Regions from separate parts of the Mus musculus genome. Here region 1 is linked to region 2. The links are chromatin contacts, called in public ChIA-PET maps. All regions are on one chromosome and are shown on one strand. Each heading gives the region's core, a stretch centred on a gene start, on an enhancer-like site or on the middle of the called end of the contact. The rest is flanking DNA. Distances are from core to core; before and after follow the strand shown.

Region 1 (3,749 bases), core at 444-2,943, 130 kb after region 2:
TCGAAACAGAAACAACAAAATAGTGCTTAGGGGTTTGAACCTCGTGATTTGTTCAGCAGGACCACCTCCCTAGGGGTGGCACCACCAGAAGTAGGCTGGACCCTCCTACGTCAATCATTAATCAAGAAAATGGACCACAGACATGCCCAGAAGCCAACCTAATGGAGGCTCCCTCTTCCCAGAGAGAATAAGTTGACAACCAAGGTTGGCTCTAACATAATTAAAATATTAGACACTGGCCAGGCTTGACGGTGAACATCTTTGAGCCCAACACTCAGGAAGCAGAGAAGATGAAGGTGGATGTCTAAGTCTGGTCTACAGAGCCAGTTCCAGGATAGCCAGAACTACACAGAGAAACCCTGTTTTGAAAAGTCAAAAAAATAAGGAAGAAATTGTCTTCTTGCCTTTGTCACTGGTGACTTGACTCTGAGTTTACTTCTCCTCTCCATCTTTGCTTCGAACAGGAATTTATCACTCACCAACAAAACCAAGAAAAGATGCCTGCACATTTGTAGGAAGCCATTTTACACTAGGAACTCAAACACACTTCTAGTGAAAAGGCTCCTGCTCTCAGGCAACCTGTGGCCAGTGAGTAAGATCAAGGCCTGTATATCAACAAAGCTTACCTAAGCAGGGTTTCTCACTCTAAGAACAGCTGAGAGCCCCAAGGACAGGTTCAAGTTATTTTTTTTTTTAATCCTGTTAGGTATCACAAACATAAACTAGTAAAGTCCTATGCTTTTAATACTTGTAAAATTAAAAACTAAAAATCTGTAGAAATTTAAAAGTACAGTTTTTACCCATGTAAACACTTGAACAAAGTCCACATGGCAAATGTCTAAAATAAGTGAATTCAATGGACAAGAGTGATTTGACTCAGGTGATACCGTGGTCACTGACATTCACTTCTGACCAGCTTGACCCTGACTCTATGGGCAGTGTGGCATTGCCAGCCACTTCCCTCTTCAAAGCAACAACGGAATGGCAACCTCAAGGTGAGGTCAGACGCTATAAACACTTTCATCTCTGTTCTTTGGTAATGTATCCCAGCATTTCAAGCAGAGCTACTTGTGTGCCAACACAAGCAGCTAGAGGCAATGAAAGTCCAAGGCAGTACCTGGTTAGGCAATGGAGGTGTCTGGAGACTTTTTTATTTTAATTTTATCTTCAAAAGGGTAAAGAGTAAGTACAATCTTTCTAGACAACTTGAGCATGCTAATGAACCCCACCTACTTAATCGTCCTTATCTTCGGGGGCCTGCAAGCCTCAGAAGGAGTTCCTGTAACCGTGTGCTGAGGGCCACTGGACTCATACAGAAGCAGCTTTCTTGTGGTTACGTTTTAGTTCTGTATATAACCAAGTACCTAACTTTGTTTCCTTTACACTCTCAGCCCATGGCTTCCTGTTAAGACAGCACAAGAAATCCTCTTTGATGGGCTCTCTACTCCAAACACAGCGACCAGACGGGACACATCAAAGAGAAAACCCAAAATGTTGTGGTGAAACTAAAAATATATATAAACACTTCCTGAACTGGAACCAGGACAGAAACATAAAGATTCTACCTCGGGAGGAGTTTTGTGCCTCTATGCTTAGAAACCCAAACCAGGCAGAGAACTGCAGGCTAGGCAAGCTGAGAAGGGGACATCTGAACTGACATTTCCGAATGCAATGCCTTTTCACTCAACCCAGCCTGTTGGTGCTGTGCAGTTCGGATCAACCTGATCCAGGCCTCAGCCAGCTTCCTAGAGATGAACTGTCTTATGGCACTGCAGCACCACCTGCTGAAGAGCCAAAAAAAAAAAAAAGAAAAAGAAAAAAAGTCAATCCACAGCTGAAACTGGTTGTGGAGGGATGGCCTCCACATCATTCCAACCAGCTGCTTTCTCTTGTTTTTAAAACTGAAGCCAGTGCTTGCCCAAACTGCCTGAGAATAAACAGTAACCCCTCTTACTTCTCCCATTGCCTGTAATCACCACAGGAAGATGTGTCTGCTTCCCTCACCACAGCGCCAGCCATCTCAGGAAAGACTGTTAGACTCTATTCACATTTTCCATGGGGCTAAGGACACAGCTGAGGCAGCAGAACACAGCCAAATCAACCCTTTCCTCCCCAGCTTGCTTTTGGTCATGGTTTTACCATAGCAACAGTAACTGTAACTAAGACAAATTGGTACCTGGATCATGGGATATTGCTGTGACAAATCTGACTAGGTTGTTTATTGGAGGATTGTTTATTGGAATATTTATTGGAACATTAGGCTAGAAAAGCCAGTGAGTGTTCAAAGCTTAGTGAGCTATTCTGAGGGAACGTTAAAGATAAGATTATTCAGAGCAGGGGCTGGAGAGATGGCTCAGTGATTAAGAGCACTGACTGCTCTTCCAGAGGCCCTGAGTTCAATTCCCAGCAACCACATGGTGGCTTACAATCATCTGTGATGGGATCTGATGCCCTCTTCTGGTGTGTCTGAACAGAGCAACAGTGTACTCATATACATAAAATAAATAAATCTGGGGAAAAAAAAAGAATATTCAGAGCAATGCAGACAATGGAGTCCTGGGAAGCTCCAGAGGGAAGTTTAAAAGCCACCCAAAGACTCTTATCAGGGCTATTTGCTACTCTGAGCTGATAATCTGTGGTTCTGGTTGTCTGGGGCTAAAGAGTCAGCTGTGATTAACAAAGGACGAGAGCCACTAAAATTAAACCTTTGCTGGGACAGTTGATGCTGGTCAGCTGGAGCGAAGAAATCAGTGGTAGTTTTGTTGTTTGTTTGTTTGTTTTTAAGAGACATGGAAGGAAAATCTGCAAAGTGTTTCCCCAGAGTTGGCACACAGAAGCTGTGTTTCAGAAGTGCCCAAGACTTGGTAATGTGTAAGACCATCCAGTTGGTGCTAGTTTTGAAGGCATGAAAGGGTCATAGCAAGCAAGTGGGGCTTGGCACTCTGAGAAGCCAGGACAGGCCATTAGAAAAGGTACAGCCTTAGTAGCAGTTGAAGTCCTACGAAGGGATCGTGGAGACAAGATGAGGCTTGGCATGAGGAAGAGAGCCCTGAAGAAAATCACAGTCCAATTACAGCAGAGACCCCAGCATTTTGGAGACGCCAGTCCATGGGATGTCATGGTCATCTTGTATGGCCGCCAAGGACAGCAACAGCAGTGGAGTGGAGGCTGCCAAAGCCTGGAGGACAAGTTGTGTATGCTGTAGAAGATGGAGCCAGAGAAGTGGTTTAAGCCTCTGGAGAAACCCAGAAGACTGTGAGTGAATCCCAGCATTGGACATTGATTTATTTACACTTTTGAAGTTGGTTTTGCTTTGTTCAGATTGTGACTGTGCCCTGGTTCTTCCCTCTTGTAGAAGGAAAGTATTTAATTTTCATTTTTACAGGAGACCTTGGTTGAGAGACTGAACTTTTAAAAACATATTATGAATTTTTAAAAGACTGAATATTTTAAAGAGACTGAACCTTTAATATGTTTGAATTTGTAAAGACAATGAGACTTTTAACGTTATATTTTACATTATGATATTATTATTAACATGCCATCTTGGGGAATAAATGAGAAAGAAAAAGCTCTAACTGAAAAGTGATGTTTGAGTGTCAAGTTGACAAGAGTGTCCATTGTGCTGGCTAGTTTTATGTCAACTTAACACAAGCTAAAGTCATCTGAGGAGAGAGCTTCAAATCAAGAAAATGGCTTCATAAGATCAGATTGTAGGCAAGCCTGTAGGGCATTTTATTAATTAGTGA
Region 2 (4,113 bases), core at 1,278-3,777:
GGTTGGAGGCCTAAGTTTTCTATCTTACTACGTAAATTATAAAGACAGATACAAGTCCCCCAAAAGCTTGAGCTACATGGTGGAGTTGTTTGAATTAAGACTTGGGCGGGTCATTTTGTGCTCTGGTGGTGCCGCCTTTCCCTTGTTCATTAAGGAAACTAAGCTCAGATGTGTGGGAGCAGCTCGGCTGCATTCAGCTAGGACAAGAAAGAAGCCATGTGTAAAGGAAATGAAAAACGAATCTAGCAGCTATGGTTTAAAAAGTAAAATTGGATGGTTGTGGTAATGCAGTATGATGTGAGCCTTTATTTTAGTTTATTAAGAACACAGTACAGGTCCTAGATGAATTCCAGGTTTGAGAAAAATATAAAATCATAAATATTTAATGTTTTTAATCATAAGAAAAAGTTCAAAGAAAAATGGTCTTGGACACAGAGCTCTAAAATACAGAGAACATAAGAAACCTTAACTGAGTTTTCTATGCCCTGCAGTCAGCAGCTACTAGCACCTGGAGCATTAGGACACTGGAAACTTAGCCCTCCTGAGCAGGGTGTGCACAGGTATGAGGTGCATGGGGGACCAAGGTGCTCGATACTCATTACAGTCTATTTTTGAACTTCTATTTTAGACCAGTTGGCTTATGTGAAATGTTATAGTGTCTTACACTGACAAACAATTCCTTAGTAGCTCACCGGGAAGGTGGACTTTGTTACACATTTCCAAGTCCATAGACTTAGGAGCAGTGGAAAGAAGTTCTTAGGGAGACACTGTTACCCTTTACCACCCATGTATCAAATTTGTTTGTTTCTGCTCCTAGCCCTTTTGTTTATCAGAGACTCCAAATGCCAGACTTATTTTTAATTAGTGTTTGAAAGACCTTGCTATTTATAGGCAAAGGATTGTGTTTTGACTGGTTGGATCCCACTGGAGTCAGGCTCCTGCCAGCCTGCACTGGCTGGGTGGGAGGGTCAGAGCAGGTGCTGAACACCTGTCCCTTGATGCCAGGAAGCCATGAGGCTCCAATCCCCTTCTCCCTCTTCCTACTGGCATGTCACACATCCTGTCTTACCTTACACAGCCAGGTACAGTTACTGTGTGTTCCTTAAACCTTTGAGAAGGAGGTAGATGTCTCCCTTTTCTGGAAATATCAAAAACTATATCTCACTGCCCAAAGGCAGATGACTTGATTCTGCTGTGATCCTTGGTGCCCAGATGGACTAAATGTATCCTGGTTTCCTTTACACACTCTTGATCTGACTGTAGCATTTACACTTAACATCTACACACTGAGAAAGAAATGGTGTACTCGAGTCAGGCTCACCCATAGGAAACTTGCATTTATTTGTCTGTCAGCTCATTGGGTAAACAAGGTAGCCTCAGCCGAGGGCTATGAAGGGGTGATACAGGGTGAAGAGGAGACACACAGGGCAAACATCTCTAAGCCAAGTATTCAAGAAAGGCCCCTCAAAGGAAGCAACACTGAAGACAAGAGGAGATGGCTACACAAGACAAGAAAGATGTATAAATCCAGCACATGTCAGGATAGTGGCCAGCAAATGTTGTCTCTAAAAGACTGGAGAGTTCATAGTTTAGGCCACATTGTTTCTGCAACAGCTCTTCAACTTTGTTGTTGAGACAAGCACACAATAAAAAGCCACATACCTGCGGACACATGGGTGAGTGCTGCTGTAAAAGCCAGGAGAGCTGTGCTAAACTTAACCTGGGTCTCTCAGTATAACCAGTCCTCCTCAGGACTCCTCAGGTCTCTCAGTATAACCAGTCCTCCTCAGGACTCCTCAGGACTCTTTAGTATAACCAGTCCTGCTCAGGACTCCTCAGGACTCTCAGTATAACCAGTCCTGCTCAGGACTCCTCAGGTCTCTCAGTATAACCAGTCCTGCTCAGGACTCCTCAGGTCTCTCAGTATAACCAGTCCTGCTCAGGACTCCTCAGGACTCTCAGTATAACCAGTCCTCCTCAGGACTCCTCAGGACTCTTTAGTATAACCAGTCCTGCTCAGGACTCCTCAGGACTCTCAGTATAACCAGTCCTGCTCAGGACTCCTCAGGTCTCTCAGTATAACCAGTCCTGCTCAGGACTCCTCAGGACTCTCAGTATAACCAGTCCTGCTCAGGACTCCTCAGGTCTCTCAGTATAACCAGTCCTGCTCAGGACTCCTCAGGACTCTCAGTATAGCCAGTCCTCCTCAGGACTCCTCAGGTCTCTCAGTATAACCAGTCCTGCTCAGGACTCCTCAGGTCTCTCAGTATAACCAGTCCTGCTCAGGACTCCTCAGGACTCTCAGTATAACCAGTCCTTCTCAGGACTCCTCAGGTCTCTCAGTATAACCAGTCCTGCTCAGGACTCCTCAGGTCTCTCAGTATAACCAGTCCTGCTCAGGACTCCTCAGGACTCTTGCCAACCCAGCTCCTGATCACTTCGCATGGCATTTTGCAGCTGTGTCCCTTGCTGGGGCTGCGGATTGAGGTTCCTGCAGTAGGGACTTCAAACTAAGCAGTGGCTTTGTGCTTGTGGTTCCGTCATAAGTGTGGCTGCAGTTCCTTGTGCTTGTGGCTTTTCTTGTACTGAAGTTCCTGTAAAATATCACTTTGAATCTGAAGATCAACATGATTTTCAGCAACCATGTTGTTTTCTAGAAACTTCAAATTTTAAGTGTGCCTTCTGGTGACTAGGCCGCAGGAACTAAGTTGAACCATTAGCAACTTTCATTTGAGTGACAGACAGTCGACAGGAGAAAGAGTTGTTCCTTGGTGGAAACAACCTTGAGGTTTCTAACTTGGTTTCCACTATTCCCCTGTAACTGAGCAAGCAAGGGCATTCCATCCAGTTGTCAGGGTTCTCAGATACAGAATAAGTAGGAGCCACCTGAAAGATGGCCAAAGAGACCTCAGTAGCGGGGTCATGTGCCAAGCCTCCACAGAGAAGGAGTGAGGTAAGTAAGGCCTCCAGTGTTCTGTGCAGGTCACTGTCAAGCTCTGGGTCTGGTATTGAATAAGGAATCTGTGATTATAGCGAGAGTGTTTCTAGGGCCTGCTGGAAGGCTGCCCTCCCATTCCTCCTACTGGCCTGAAGGCCTGTGTGGTTGAGAAGGGAACCTGCCACAACCTGTGGCTCCAGCTGGCCATGCCCCTCATGACAAAATGCAATGCACATCTCTCCTAGTGACTCAGCCCTCAGCTCACTTCAGGCAGCTTGTATGTGAAGGCCACCATAAACATTTTAGACTGGGCCATAACCTTGGTCTAAAGCACCTTCGACATTTTTCTGTTTGTGTTTTCTAAATTTAAAAAAATCCATGTATGCCAGGCAGTGGTGGCGCACACCTTTAACCCCAACACTTGGGAGGCAGAGGCAGGCGAATTTCTGAGTTCGAGGCCAGCCTGGTCTACAGAGTGAGTTCCAGGACGGCCAGGGCTACACAGAGAAACCCTGTCTCGAAAAAAAAAAAAAAAAAATCCATGTGAGTGATTTATATGTGTGAGTGAGTGAGAGAGAGAGGGGGAGAGAGAGAGAGAGAGAGTGAAAGTGAGTGAAAGAGTGAGTGAGAGAGTGAGTGAAAGAGAGAGAGTGAGTGAGTGAGAGAGAGAATGAGAGAGAGAGAGGATGAGAGAGAGAGAGAACACAGAGTGTGAAGCTCTGTACCGTGAAAGGAAGGCTGTCATCTTCAGGACACAGGAGCAGGAACATCAGGACAAGTTCCCAGCCAGCGTGGCCTGTATAGTAAAACTAGTCTCAAACTACCACAGAAAAAGGGGGAGAAAGCCACCAGGATGCAACAGGAGTCAGAATTAGACACAGTAAGTAGCACACATTCACCCCAGCATTCTGGGAGACACACAGGTGGGTCTCGGTGAGTTTAAGGCCAGCCTGGTCTGCACAGCATGTTCCAAGCAAGAAAGCAGAATGGTAGTGTATGCCCATCTCTGGAGTACAACCTGTGGTTGATTTCTAAGCACCCATGTCCAGGGCTTGATGCTGGTCAGGATGTGGACTCTGCAGGGGCCGTGTCCGGGTGCTGATACACGCCATTTGCCTTCCCCTGGCCTCATTTTCCACCTCAGCACAACATTATCTCAACTGTACTGCCAGTGC

The links. ChIA-PET counts read pairs in DNA pulled down with a chosen protein or histone mark.
Region 1: a contact with region 2 is called in an RNA polymerase II ChIA-PET map of memory CD8 T cells, with 19 read pairs. The contact joins two enhancer-like sites. A contact is called at or near these places in 4 of 115 datasets of contacts at active chromatin or transcription factors (effector CD8 T cells, embryonic stem cells and memory CD8 T cells) and 1 of 9 other capture datasets (adipose tissue).

Annotation. Positions count from the first base shown.
Region 1 is chr13:63,409,753-63,413,501 of GRCm38.p6, forward strand. All of the region lies in intron 1 of Fancc (Fanconi anemia, complementation group C), which reads right to left. Among named protein-coding and RNA genes, the nearest start is that of Fancc, 20 kb to the right of the region's middle. Within about 2 kb of position 1,694, at least 78 of the 459 cell types and tissues checked have an H3K27ac peak or open chromatin away from gene starts, as enhancers often do. A contact at or near this core is called in effector CD8 T cells and memory CD8 T cells, where this site is marked.
Region 2 is chr13:63,282,459-63,286,571 of GRCm38.p6, forward strand. The region is part of intron 14 of Aopep (aminopeptidase O); the gene reads left to right. Among named protein-coding and RNA genes, the nearest start is that of Gm16907, 13 kb to the right of the region's middle. Within about 2 kb of position 2,528, at least 20 of the 459 cell types and tissues checked have an H3K27ac peak or open chromatin away from gene starts, as enhancers often do. A contact at or near this core is called in effector CD8 T cells and memory CD8 T cells, where this site is marked.